2 separate regions of the Thunnus thynnus genome follow, and region 1 is linked to region 2. A link is a contact called in public Hi-C data. All regions are on one chromosome and are shown on one strand. The core of a region is the stretch at or near the end of the contact, and the rest is flanking DNA. Distances in the headings are between cores, read along the strand shown. Region 1 holds the start of ywhaba (tyrosine 3-monooxygenase/tryptophan 5-monooxygenase activation protein, beta polypeptide a). Region 2 holds the start of lsm3 (LSM3 homolog, U6 small nuclear RNA and mRNA degradation associated).

What was found. Hi-C and Micro-C count contacts between places; a contact is called where the count stands out from the background.
Region 1: a contact with region 2 is called in a Hi-C map of heart, with 2.8 times the contacts expected there. The contact joins the promoter of ywhaba here to the promoter of lsm3 in region 2. A contact is called at or near these places in 2 of 3 Hi-C or Micro-C datasets (heart and muscle).

What each region holds. Positions count from the first base shown.
Region 1 is chr4:6,464,675-6,471,952 of fThuThy2.1, forward strand. It overlaps ywhaba (tyrosine 3-monooxygenase/tryptophan 5-monooxygenase activation protein, beta polypeptide a), which reads left to right and starts at 1,797. Exons shown (of 7, transcript XM_067586308.1): 1 at 1,797-1,938.
Region 2 is chr4:6,320,720-6,327,938 of fThuThy2.1, forward strand. lsm3 (LSM3 homolog, U6 small nuclear RNA and mRNA degradation associated) reads right to left here and starts at 4,038. Exons shown (of 4, transcript XM_067586300.1): 1 at 3,928-4,038. The coding sequence starts at 4,035. LOC137180980 (a long non-coding RNA gene) reads left to right here. Exons shown (of 2, transcript XR_010928099.1): 2 at 1-3,166.

The DNA of each region.
Region 1 (7,278 bases), core at 547-3,046, 140 kb after region 2:
TGTTTTGATTGATTACCAATTGATGAATTAATGAATCTACCGGTTGCTTGACAGGCTGACTACATACAGTTTCACTATGAGAAATTCATAAAAAGTCCTCACCCAAATTACAAAACAGATTTTTCATTCATTTTTGCCTTCTTGTTTGGATAAAGCATGTCTTGTCTGAAAGGATAGAGGACTCTGCAGTTCAAGATGGGAAATGCAAGTCATTTAATCAGTTGATGGAAACATACAATATTCCACAAACACACTTTTTTCATTATTTATAAACTCAGAAGCATTCTATTTTTCTGTCTCTTTCTGTTTAATGTCCACTCTTTGATATTTTTTTAAAAAGTCACCTAATTCAAGGCATTTAAAGGCGCGGTGTGTAGAATTTAGTGGCATCTAGCGGAACGGCATCTTGGCAGAAATGGAATATAATATTCATAAGTATGTTTTAATTAGTGTATAATCCCATGAAAATAAGAATCGTTGTGTTTTCGTTACCTTACAATGAGCCCTTTATAGCTACATAGGGAGCGGGTCTTCTTCCAGCCCACCATTTTACACCGCCATGTTGCTACAGTAGCCCAGACCGGACAAATCAAATACTGTCTCTAGAGAGGGCTTTTCACGTTTTTTGCAAGCCACTATAGGCTCTCCTACATGAAATTGTTTCCACAGCCTGTACGCTACCTTTTACCAACAAGCCAACATGCAAAGCATTGAATTTGATTAATGCAAAAATGATTGGTGTGTCTAGTTGTCTGTGATGACGTAAAATATCGACGATTCACAAGTGTTCAAAATCTCAATATATTGAGCATTATAGAGTAGAGCTTCCATGATTAATTGATTCGTTCTGAACTATTAAATTCATCACCAACTGTTTTGATGATTGATTAATTGTTTTGAGTATTTTTTTTAATGTCCAAAGTCTCTGATTCTAGCATCTCAAATGTAAATATTTTCTTTGATGACTGTAAACTGAATATCTTTGGGTTGTGGACTGTTAGTTGGGACAAAACAAGACATTGGAGGACGTCACCTTTTGGAAAACAGCGATCCACATTTTTCCCCATTTTCTGGACCAAACAACTAATTGATTAATCGAGAAACTAATCAACAGATAATGAAAATAATTGTGAGTTGCAGCCCTATTATAGAGAAAGGGTCTCAAACTCAGATTATGTGGGGGTCATTGCAGATCGTAGGGGTTTAGGGGACCTATTGAACACTCTGTTATCAAAAAATAAATAAATAGGCCAAATGTTTATGTTGACAGGTTGATCAGTTAGCTGCAACCTAAATGTGAAAAGCTGTTTTTTATGCTCCAAATTAGCAGTTAACCCTGTCATTACATAAGGAACAGCAAATGAGTGAACAAAAGGGAGATTTTAGACATAGCTTACATCTTCTCATGTCTTTTTTAATGATTTGAAAAATCAAATTCAATTATAAAAATAATAAAATCTATGGTGAAGATGAAATAATGATAGATCAGATGAGGCCTGTTGATGGGATTGCTGTTTCAGGGTTTGCAGTGGTTGTGTAGGTGGTGTCGTGGGAGAAACCTGCTTCATATAAAGTATAAAAAAAAAAGAAAAAATCAGTGTAACCCACACGAAGCTGTGTCAGCTGACACGATGGTGAACTCAGATACGACAGCAGCGGACTCATGGAGACAGTTGCCACGGAGACCGAGCGCACGTCATCCTGTAGCGGTTGCCATGGTCCTCCTGACGTCAAAGCCCCTCGCAAGATGCTTAGGAAACCCCCTGGCGCAGTCGCTATGGATACTGGCGGGGGGAGGGGTGGGGTTTAGAGGAAGCGGAAGTGTCAGAGCAGGCGGAAGTGGTACTGCCCTGAATACCCTGAGCAGCGAGCGGAGGACGGCTTGATAAACTCCCATCGTTCAGAGAATAAAATCGGGATTCCTAGTACGCTCTAAATGTGAGTTTACCTGCATATCACTCGATTATTGTCTTATATAAAGGTTAAGGAGAGTCTTTCGGGGGTAAGATCAGCCCCAGCAGTGGCCCCATTCCCTGCCTCTGCGGCGGAAGGTGCCTATTGTGGTTTGGGGCTCGGTGCGAGGATTTAGGCCGGGACTTGCGGCCAAAATAGCGAGAAATACCCCACAAAACACCTGGCGTGAGGTCGCCCGTGTTCTTTGTGCTGTCGAGTTTTTTACAGGTCGCTCTTTTTTTTTGAAGGCCCAGATTTCGGTCGATGCCACGCGCGGTGCGCCGGAGCCCGTGTGTGTGTATGTGTGTGTGTATGTGTGTGTAGGGGAGGGAGGGAGAAGCAGTACCCGAGTTTGGCCATTTTGACAGCTTAGCAGCCGCGGCCGTCGTGAAAGCAGCCCCGAGACATTTTAGCATTCAGTGCTAGCGTACGTTACACGGGCACGGATGATAACGTAAAGCTATTAACCACACAACCGACATATCTGGCTTCATTAGATGCAGAATAGACACCAGACAAAGCAGCGTGATTTTCGATTATGTGTTTAGTGTGATGTCTTTAGCCGAGCTCCGTCATGGCGTAGTGAGACGACATGGAAGCTAACACACCCTCCCTGTTTCCCGGGAGTTTCCCCCTCAAAGGCGATTTCACTTTTTAAAAAGGGTTTTTTTTCTTTCGATTTCATATAACTGTTAGGAGACGGAACAGACACCATATTTAACCCCCCTTTGTAATAGCTATTTCAGCGTACAGTATGTCGGTGTCGGCTTATATTGTATCTCCAATCCAGATTGAACTGGGTCAGGTCCCGTTAGCAGCTAAGCTAACGGTTGCAGCCAACGGCCGTGCTGTGACGTGAGGTTAGCATGCTAGCTAGGCGGTAATCTGTCTCTCCATCTTAAAATTCCGCAGGGGGATGCGACAAGGAGGGCGTAGCTGCTAGCAGGCCGACTAAGCAACCAATGTTTCACAGTCTTGGCCTGGAGGGCTGTTTTAAGCGTTATATCGTTTGCTTTTTGAATTTTTTAGTTTTTAAGCTGTTCGTTGTTTCTCGGTCTGCCGTTGAACACGGTGTTCCTCATTTTCGGTGCGCATAATAAGCCTGTTAACCTTAATAGTCAGCTAGGTGGTTGAGTAATAGCACTGCTACTGTTGAGTGTGTTGGTGGCGAGCCAAATGATTGTAGCTGATCGAAGAGGCCAAGTTGGACAGATTTTAATCGATGTGTGGGTCGTTAACCAACGCTTCATTAATGCGCCTGCAACCGTGATAAGCGACGTTTTACTCGATGCTAAATGGTAGCTTGAGGATGCTAAATTGAAACATGTTAGCCTAGGAAGGCATAACACGATTGTCGAAATGACAGCAATGTGTGAATGCCACATGTAAGGACTCACTTTCTATTCGAGTTAACTGTAAACCTCACTGTTAACCTGGTATTTACACTGTACATATGTTCCCATCTGTGCGTATTTAATGGCCTATCAAATTAATTGTAAAAAATACTGCTTAGCCCATTTAATTTTATTGTATCGGAGTAATAAAATCCATAAAGCTAAAGACACCGTTTTCAGAATCATTAAGTATAACTGCCCTTTCATGGGCTATGTGTTTCCACTATCTTGTCTATTGTCATGTATGATTATCATTCTGGAAAGACTGTAGTAAATACCCTTTTTTAAAAGTAAGACACATCAGGTGCATTTCGGCAAGGGCGTGTTAATCCCGTCATACCTATACTTTACAATGTCCTAAAATGATGAAACGTGTGATTTGAAAGGTGCCGCTGACAGATAAAACCCCTCAGCCCTCACAGATAAAAGAACAGAAACCGTCTGTGTTTTAGGGCTGAGACTAACGATTATTTTCATTATTGATTAACTTTATAAATAGTTTGGTCTCTAAATTTGCATAAAATAGTCTGTCAGTTTGAAAACCCATGAAAAAAAAACACATTTCCCATAATCATCATTATAATTGTATTTTCACAAGTTTTAATTTAAGTATGGGTGTGTGTGAGTAATGTAATATGATTAAAAAGGTATTGCTCCTTCAAATCAAGAACTGAAGCTGAGCAAGTGATGTAAATGTTGAACTTTCGGTCAATATGAAACAAACACATTTCCCTCACGTCAACCACAACACAACACTGGTGAATTTAGATCAATCTCAGGTTTTTTTCTCAATGAGTGTCCTGATAACAGAGGAAATGGGTACGTGAATTTATAATGACCCTATACGCTAATGGTCTTACCATTTTGTTTTTTGGTAAACTAATGGAACTGCACTCAATATCAGCAGATAATTGATTTCTCGATCCATCCCTTGAATCAGCACTGAAAATGTGCTGTTGGTGCGCTCCCAGCTGAGAGGCTATTAAATACTCTGCAGACCATAGGAAGTGCATAAGAGTGTCAGCAGCATCACAATTTAGCTAATCTGAGAATGATTTTTTTTTTCAAATTTGTCCCCTCATGTTTTCATTTATGTCTGCTGTCATGCTGTTGCTTGACATTCCAACATAGAGTAGTCCAATATTAAAATAATTAGCATAACTAACATTGAGAAGTGTAGGCGACACTCAGTACTAACACAAGTAATAATCTGTGGCATTTTTTATTATTGAAGCATTGAGAAATGTTTAGGGCTGCGACTAACAATTATTTTCAGTATTGATCAATCTATTGATTTTCTTGATTAATCAATTAGTTGTTTGGTCCAAAAATGTCAGAAAATGGGGAAAATGCCGATCACTGGTTCCCAGAGCCCCAAGGTGACGTCTTCAAATGTCTTGTGTTGTTCACAGCAGTCCACAAGATATTGCGTTTACTGTTACTGAAGACTAAAGAAACCAGAAAAGATTTTTTTCTTAAAAACATTCTCAAAACGATTAATTATCAAATACATATGGTATTGTTTGGTGAAATCCTTTTTAAAGAAATCTTAATGTTTTTTTTAACAACTTTTTCTCAAGCTCCCATAAAGAAAATGTATATTTTTCACAGTACAGATTTTATGTCACTACCCTCATATTATGTAATCGATCAATCTGAATAGTCTTATCAGTCAGATTTTAAAGAAGAAAAGCTGACAGTTCAACTTAAAATAGCTGAGAAATCAATTAAGTTAGTAACATTAAGATAAAAAGGTTACAGAGGTTATAGGAAATATACAAATGGCAGTGGTAAAAAAAAATTTAAGAACAGATGCCATATATAATGGATATAATACTGAAAGACAAGATCTTTTATCACACACATAAAGGACAATGTATCAAAATGAAAATATATAATTGTAGTTAAATATTTTTATGAGGATAGATGGCCTATAGCTATACCATTTTGAGTATAGTGATACTGTTTGGTCAAAATACATTAGCGCCGTTTTAATATGGTGCCTATAAAAAGTATTCAAACCCTTGGGCTTTTTTTTTCAAGTTTTATTTTCTACTATGGAATTACACTTGATGTAACATTCCCAGCATTGATCATGGGGGGCAAATGTACTTAATTTATGTACAAATTAAAGTATAAGTCAAAGTATAATGGGGATTATTTATTATTTCAAGGTGTGACATTGGCCTGCTCATTGATTTCCAGTACTGCACCTGATGGCCCAATACAATCAGGCATATTAAAGTGTTACCACGGTATAAACAGTAGTAGTGAAACAATTCTCCAAATCCACAGTTCGGTTCAGACCTCGATTTTGAGCCACAGTTCGGTTCATTTGGTTTTTGGAGGGTTGAATAAGGAAAAATGGGAAATTCTGGGTTTTATTAAATCAACTGCAATTTGAAATATCAAGAACACCAAAGAACATTATGGATGTAGATTAACTTTATAAATTAACTTCACATTGATTAACTAAGTAAACATAATTACTGTATTTCCTCTTAATAGTGGCCGGGGCCTTTATTTACATCAACTGCAGACGGTACCAGGCCTTTATTGGAAGCAGGCTTACACAGAGGCCTTTATTTCTAATTCCCTCTGTTTAATAAGATATGATATTTGCTCATATTATAGTACGAAACCTCCTTGTTTTCTGATATGCTTCCTTTTGCTCTGTTAATTTTTTGTTACTTCATTAGCGGTGATTACGATAACCAGCACCATAGACTGCCGCTGGCCGAGGCAGCTAACTTCCAGTTAGCCCTCTGGAAACCTGAATGAGGATAAAATCTTTTAAGCGTGCCGCTGTTCTAGACTTTCCAAATGTTATCAGATCGAATAGATAAAATTCTGCTAGTGCATATTGCATATTGCACTAGCAGGGGTTATGAGTTGCTTGGCTTGAAATAGAAGACGGAAACGCGTTTCGATACGGTGGATGTTTGTGTAATGGTTTCGGTCTCAGTTTCAGAACTGTTCCACACCCCTAATAAACAGTATCGGAAATTCACATGTGGCTGACAAATTTCTATAGTCTCAGTACATATTGTCATATTCTCCAACCCTAGTGTGAGTTTAGTTAAACCTAAGGCCAATGATTGATCTATCAATAATAACCAGTAGCTCACAACAATGAAATTTACAAAGCGATGAATATAATTCTGCACGCTGATCTGACGCTATGAATTGAATGGAAGATAACATCAAAGCAACATTGGAACAACCATTTCTCAACGTCATAAGTACTTAGTAATGTGTAACACACCACCACTCAGCGGGTAGGCGTGTTAGTTACTACGGATGCCTCAGTGCTATCTAGTGGTCTTATAGAATATAAGTTAAAAAAAAAACCTATAACTGTCTGAAAATGGCAAATTGAATTAAATATACAATACCAGTCCCACTTTTATGTCATATATACCTGTATCCAACCCCAGCCTACATCATGAACACAAAGAAACAAGTTATTGGAAGAATTAATCAAGGGATAGATGCATAAAATTCTCCAAGGCCCCAAATATCAATTAGATCAATTATTACAAAAAACAGTTGGAAAAAATATAGCACAGCTGCCCTCAGAATGCTTCTCACCGTCCATGTGAGCAGAGCACTAGTGAAGGAGGCCACCAGGGGGACTACGGTAGCTCAGATAGAGATGAAGAAGAGTCTACGGACTGACGATAAAATGCCACACATCGCTCATCATCATGAAGCCTGGTTGTGGCATGAAGTGGGAATGCTGCATAACAATGAATTCAGTAACTCAGAATTCCCGGAATAAAACCTACAATCGTTTAGAGAACTGTGAGTTAGGGTATTTATTTTCCAGCGAGGGAACAACTCAAACAAAAAGCCAAATCCACACAGTAATGGTTTAAACCAAATATGAATGTCCTGGAGTGGTTGTGTTATACCTCAGTCCAGTCAAGAA
Region 2 (7,219 bases), core at 2,788-5,287:
TAATATGATGTCTGCTAGCACGCTGTAGCCTGCTGTACATTATAACTGCGAACTGTGCGTGTCGTGCAGCAGGTTGGAAAGTTGAAAAAGATGACAACATCTTTTCATTGTTTCTGCAAGTTTTTAGCTTAAAATATAAGGCTAAAACTCTATTTAATTGTATGTTTTGCTATCTGTGTGAAGTCTCTAGCTGGGTATATATACTGTTGCATATTGTGTAAGTTATTCATTTATGAATTCAGTTCAATTCAGTGAGCTTTACTGGAGAACAATGGCACCAAAGCATCAAAATACAACTTGTTCAAATATTTGCGCAGTATAAAATAACAATAATATAAACATTGAGATGGATATATATTAATATATATCCATATAATTTATTATACACATACAGTATACCCTATGCATGTATTTGTATGTGTGTGTGTGTCAAGGTCATTCATTGTCCCTCAGGTTGTAGCATGTTGATACATATTAGGCAGCTAGATATATCCTGTATAATGTTCTTTACTAGTACTTTTTAATGTTGAGAGGTCATTAAGCTCTTTGGATTCTGAAATTACAACGACAGAGTTGAACTTGTGAAAGCAAATCTTCCTTATTTCATTGAATGTTTAACATACATTGACAATCCTGCACTTTTAACAATATTCACCTGACTTTGCACTAATGTACAGTGTATTATAAGGTATTAATATCTTTAAACAGTGTATACTCGGCAAATATATTCTAGATTTATTTATTCTATTTATTTTGGAGTTAGTCTATTTAGTTCTTGTATATAATTTTGCTGTTAATTGGATTTGTTTCTTTTACCAACTTCATTGTTTTGCATTTTGTGATTTATGTGAAGTGGATGAATAAAGTATCTCTCTCTCTATCTGTTGGATTTTCAATTACTTGGACTTTTAAACCTTCTTTGAACTGAAATGCAGCTCAAGTTTTTTTATAACAATTCATCCAGAAAAACTGATCAGAAATGAAGGACATTTTACCAAAAAGTGTACCCTTACACCATCATATAATAAGCAATTAAACATAAAATGTATAATCTGTGTGTGTGTGTGTGTGTGTGTGTGTGTGTGTGTGTGTGTGTGTGTGTGTGCACGCCTCCTCTCCCAGTCCAGCCCAGTGCTCCATACTGGGTCTGGCTGGTACTGAATGCAGGCTGAGGAGGCAGAACAGAGCAGCGGTGTTACCCATTCCACCCGTAGCTGCACCATGGCTCTGCGGTGGAAGAAATCCCTGCTACAGACTAAACACAGTAGTTAACATGTGGCCCCGTAGCTATCTTTAGTATTGGACTGGTGACAGTTTCTGCTAATTTAAGGTTAAAGCAGCCAGTATGCATAGTATCCTGTCATTATTATACATTGTGGTTGTTATTTTCCAATTTGGAAACCACCAGATGGTAGCTAAGTGTGTGTGCGTGTGTGTGCATTTGTTTCCAAGTGAGAAACATTTAAAGCAAGCTCTCACCTGAAAAGACATGCTTGATGGATTGAGACACGCAATCACCAAAGTCATTACAATTTATCCTGAGGGGAACATAAGTGCCTACCAAATCTCATGGCAATCTACTCAATGGTTACTAAGTAGTTTCACTCAGAAACACAAATGTTAACCTCATAGTGGAGATAGAGAATTTGGGAGGGGGATCACCAAAGTTAGGCTAGTAGAGTTCATATTCTGGAGAGCATTTGTACAAAATTTCATACTAATCCTTTTAACAGTTGTTGAGATATTTCAGTCTGGACCAAAGTGGTTGACCATGAGCAGACCATGCTGCTAACATGTAACATAAAAGCAGATAAGATTAAACAGAGTGAGAGCGAGACCCTCACCATTAATCATTAACTCACACACAAGGGGGTGGAGGCCAATAACAGGTTGATGGTGCCATAATACTACTACTTGTAAGAGTAACAATAATGCTAACTTTTGCATCCATCTTCTTTCCCTCCCTCCCTTCACTGCTTTTTTTTTCCCATTATCACATCCTGCAGGATCCAGTGTGTGCCAGGCCGGCCACAAGATGGCCCCAAACTGCAAGAAGAAAGAAGATGACGTCACCGTCCACTGTAGTTCACTGCTCCAACTGAGTGAATCAGTTTGTTTCTGTTACTGTAAAAAATGTTAATAGTTTGTTCTTCTCACTATGTACTATTACTTTATTACTATTATTACTCTAACTCTGTTTTCTAGCATATTCCAGCAATTTTAAACATAGCACAAAAAGTAAGGAAATTTGTGTTTGGTAGATTATTTCTATGTTGTAACAATGCTTCTTGGCAATAAATCTTAGGTGCCAGGCTGTTGTGTCTGTGTATGGTTCTTCCACACGCTACTGAGGCTTCTGTTTGTTAAATGAATAAATTGTTAAATTGCCAATATGTCTTGTTTCTTCAAACTTCAATCATCCAATCCACCAAACACCAAACAAGAGTCAATGGCAGAATAAGTTGTTTGAAGATTTGGCAAATTTTTCATGGGTGCAACCCACATACTCAGCTCTGCTGCTCATCCCACAAATACATGTTCCTTACAAATGTGGCACCATTTAAAAGGGAAATAAACAGGCTTTCCAACAGTATAAGATTTATTGCCAAGAAGCATTGTTACAACAAAGAAATACTCTACCAAACACAAATTTCCTTACTTTTTGTACTATGTTTATGTTAATTTTTAAACATCAAAATTTATAATGGCAGTCTATGGGGGCTATTATCTAACTGAGTTAGCACCTTTGTCATTTTGAAACTCAACTGCTCGGACATCCCTTATCGTAGAGACCCCATTCGAACTTTAAAACGATAACAAAACATTGAAGTCTCCAAGTTTGAGAGAGTCTCTTCTCTCTCAAACTTACAGAATCTCTCTTCCTTCAAACACTTTGTTCACATTGTACTTCCTCATGCTCATTAAGTCCTTCTGTCACTAATTTTCAAATCTCTGAGCTAGAAGCTTCGTTTTAGGCAAATCAGTTTTTCCTCGACAAAATGTGAATTTGTGCAAGGTTCTGGGTTTGACACCAGTGCACAGCAGTGCATATCATTACTCTGCTCTTATAAACAAAGTTGCTCCAGTGTCCTTTATCATGTTAAGAATGTCAGCGTTGCAACCCTTATTTTTTTATGCAATTAAAAGCCTAAATATGAAAAACTGATCCTGTTTTCTGTTTGCTGTGTCACATGTTAGACATACAAGCCATCTTAAAGAGGTGAACCAAAAGAGGAAGCCATGTTTTATAACAGTTTCTTTTTTACAGTTATGTGTGTGTCTGTGGGGTACAAAGCACATTTAATCCGCACAAATGCATACAGAAGTGTTTATTTGGCCAACAATTGCTGATGCTGCAAACAGGATAGTTTTGTTAGACATGACCAGCACCATTGTGGTCATTATGACATTGTTTGACACAAGGATTACATAACATTTTCAGCTATTCATATTTAATGTCTCACAAAACTAAACCGGTGGCCAGCAGCATACTTCAGTCTTTTCATTAATGATATTATAACTGGGAAGTTACATTGATGCATTAGTGATCCATTTTAATGTTCAAAGAATTGTTCTGTAAAGTACAGAAAGATACTTCTTCTTTTGTGTCCCAGACTTAAGATTGTTTTAACTGCAGGGCACACTGAAGGTCATGCGATAGTTGAAACGTTCACATTCTGTAGTACCACTAGCCAACCACAAGATGGCATCCTCACTCAATAACAAATCCTAGAATGAACTTTGGGTTCAGGGCCAATATTTCAATTTACTGCGACTGTTTGACTTTGATAAATGCCGCTGAAGCAATGTCTTTCTATTGATGCTTTGAATTTTCAGGGTCATCCCATATAATGAATATTCATTTAGAAACCATGATATTTGTAGTGATTACCAGCATATGAATGTGAAAAAAAAGCAAATACGTACCAGGTCCACGTTCAGGATGTTCCAGAGAACAAGGTACATGACCTTGCCACGCCAACATAATCTCCTCCCTTGTTGCTGTCTTTCGACTGAAGCCATCAATCCCCTCATGTATGACTGTTCTCCAGCTGTGAAGTGACAAACACAAAATGGTATGAAATACAATTTCACAGAGCCACTTTCTCAGTATGTTGACGCTCACATCAAAGACTTGGTAAATGCTTTGCCCTCGTAGCTTAAAGACACCACAGACTTTTTGAATAAGTTGATGGACTGAAATATTGACTCTAATGATTTTTTATGTACCATGGATATCTCTGGTTTGTACCCCAGTATACCTCACAAGGATGGTCTGGAAGCTCTGAGTTATTTTTTGAATCAAAGAACTGAATCGTGTCCCTCTACGGAGTTATCTTTAACCGAGGAAGTGTTGACAAAGAACTATTTTAAGTTTCAGGACCAATATTATCTCCAGCTATGGGCTCACCGGTGGCTCCAAATTATGCAAATCTGTTTATGGAGAAGTTTGAATTAGATTTTATTTATAATCATAATCCCTATTTTAAGTCCAGTAAGTATTATTGGAGGTATATAGATGATTTATTTTTCATTTGGAGTGGTAGTGCTAATGACTTGAAAGAATTCCATGCATTGATGAACTCAAGTAAGGAATTTCACACTGTGTTTTGATCTTGTATCTTTCTTGGATGTTTTGGTGAAGAAAGTGGGAGCCTCTATACAAACGGAAGTATATATAAAAAAAACAAACATTAGAAATACTTTTTCACTCACCAGCATTAAAAAGAAGTCTACCTTAGAGCAAACTATTGAGGATCAGACACATCTAATTTGGATGATTCTTTTGAGTCACATGCTAGAGTCCTGTGTGATCATTTTAAGTGTAAGGGGTATGGAGAGACATTATTGGATTATCATCTTAAAAGGGTACGCCTAGGTCAGCGATCAGAGTTACTTAAACCGAGCTCCCGAGAGATCCTTTCTCGGGGGCTGGCATTAGTCATTACATTTAGTTCCATCTCTAAGTCACTCCAAAAAGCAGTGAGTGAACATTGGCACATTTTGGAGAGCGACCCTCATATTGGGAGTGCATTTCAAATTCCACCCAGATATTTTTATAAGAGGATCTAAGAGGATCTCTTAGTGAAAACCGATTGATCTAAGAGTCATTGTGACGGCCCTCTGCTTAGTGCTCCTTGTTGTGTTTTTTGTTTGCAGGGGCAGGTTTCTGAGCACACAGATTAGCAGGATGGGACACACCTGGTCCCGGTGTGCCCCACATATAAAGTCAGAGAAGCTGCCAGTTCAGATCCTCTCTTCTCTCCCCCCCACACACTCCTGTGTTGTTTTTTGGTTCTTTTTCTTTTGTTTCACCATCCCACACAGCATACATTCACTCATCCACTCCCTACATGACTGATTTTATCATTTCACCCACCCAAAATCTGGTGTTGAGATTGAGGTTAAGGGCAGAATCACATGCAATAAGAAATGTGTTGTCTATTTGTTAAGATGTCCATGCAATTTATATTATGTTGATGAAAACAAAACAAGACTAGGAGTGTTCCATCCGTAATCATGATGATAAATCAACAGTTGCTAGGCATTTTAACAGCCATAAACATAGTTTGTCTGACTTAGATTACATGGTTATTGAAACTGTGAATATGCCACGGAGAGATGGCAACAGAGACAGAATCCTTCTACAGACAGAGACGTACTGGATACGCTCCCTGATTACCCTCATTCCCAATGGATTGAATAGGAGATTTCATTTTCTTGTTTTTTTATGATCTGAGTATAATTCTTTATGTGAAGAATGTGCTGCATGATTGAGGTGATTTTATTTTATTTTGTTTCTCATGAACTGAACAGAATTTGTGGTTTCTGTTTATTGGATTTCTACAATGCATCATGACTCTACGTTCTTTGAAACTGTGAATATGCCACGGAGAGGTGGCAACAGAGACAATCCTTCTGCAGAGGGAGACGTATTGGACACACTCTCTGAATACCCTCATTCCCAATGGATTGAATAGGAGATTTCATTTTTCTCCTATGAACTGGATATAATTCTCTATGATCTGCTACATGAATGAGGAGATTTTATTTGTCTTCTTATGAACTGAACATAAGTTTTTGCTTTTTGTTTCTTATGTTTGTAGCCCCCTCTGCTGGGATGGACCTTTTGTACCAGTTGTGGATGTCTATAATTAATCCCACCTGTTGTTGATTGTGTAGATTGCCAGCATACACGCTGAAGAAGGGCGCCTGGCCCGAAACGTCCTAGTATACTAGGTGTGCTGTCCTGTCCATTTTCAATACTTCAAGGATTCAGCACCCAGCTTTATGATTGTGAGTTGAGCGTGTTGTAATATATACATTTTTATGAAATACAATTTAAAATGAGAAAACATAGTATTTTAATACCATATAATAAGACAACCCAGTCTATATAGTGGACATAAATTCAATTTTAAAAAAGTGTATCATTAAAAAAATTAATTATTAATAAATTAATATTGTATACTACTTTTACACAACCCTCCATGTACAACTTTGGTATTTCTATATGACTGAAGTTAATTAAATTTGAATTAAATTTGAGACTGAGATAAACCAATTAGGCAGATTATTAGTGGTCTTACTGCTTTTTTTATTGTTATTTTGTTCAAGAAAGTCTATATAATTAAAACGGATCACTTTTAAACAGAGTCTACAGCTCTGTTTTTAAATACTGTGGCAGATCGAGAAGCACACCCTGTATTCCTGTATGCACCACACCACTCTGATAGGAGTGTGATGTAATGAGGCCTCGTTGGGGTTGGTCATGTGGTTTCGGGCGAGGTGAAGGGAGTCATCGAAACAGGTTTGAGAAAAAGCAGAAATGAAAGAGGATGTGGGTGGAGCTGTGTTAAGGTAAGTTTGATTTGCTTGATTTCATTTCATTTTTTGGAAGAACTTTGGTTTTGGTTTTGGTTTTGGTTACGCTGGTCAGCAGGGCTTGTAATTAACTTTTTGATGATTGGCCATTATGGCAACTAGATTTTAAAGTTACCAGCCAATCAGAATTTCCACTGGACAAAATGTTTTTCTTGAAATAAACCAGATTAGAGAGCCACTTGATCAATTTAAACATAAGTATTAGTAAAAATAAAAGATATAGCATAATTAATCTCTTTGACAGCCTCCACCTTGAAATTATTTGTCCCAACCACAGAATGGTTGTCTTGTATTTTCCAGATCCAGCAATCCCGACAGTACATCATGTTTTGTT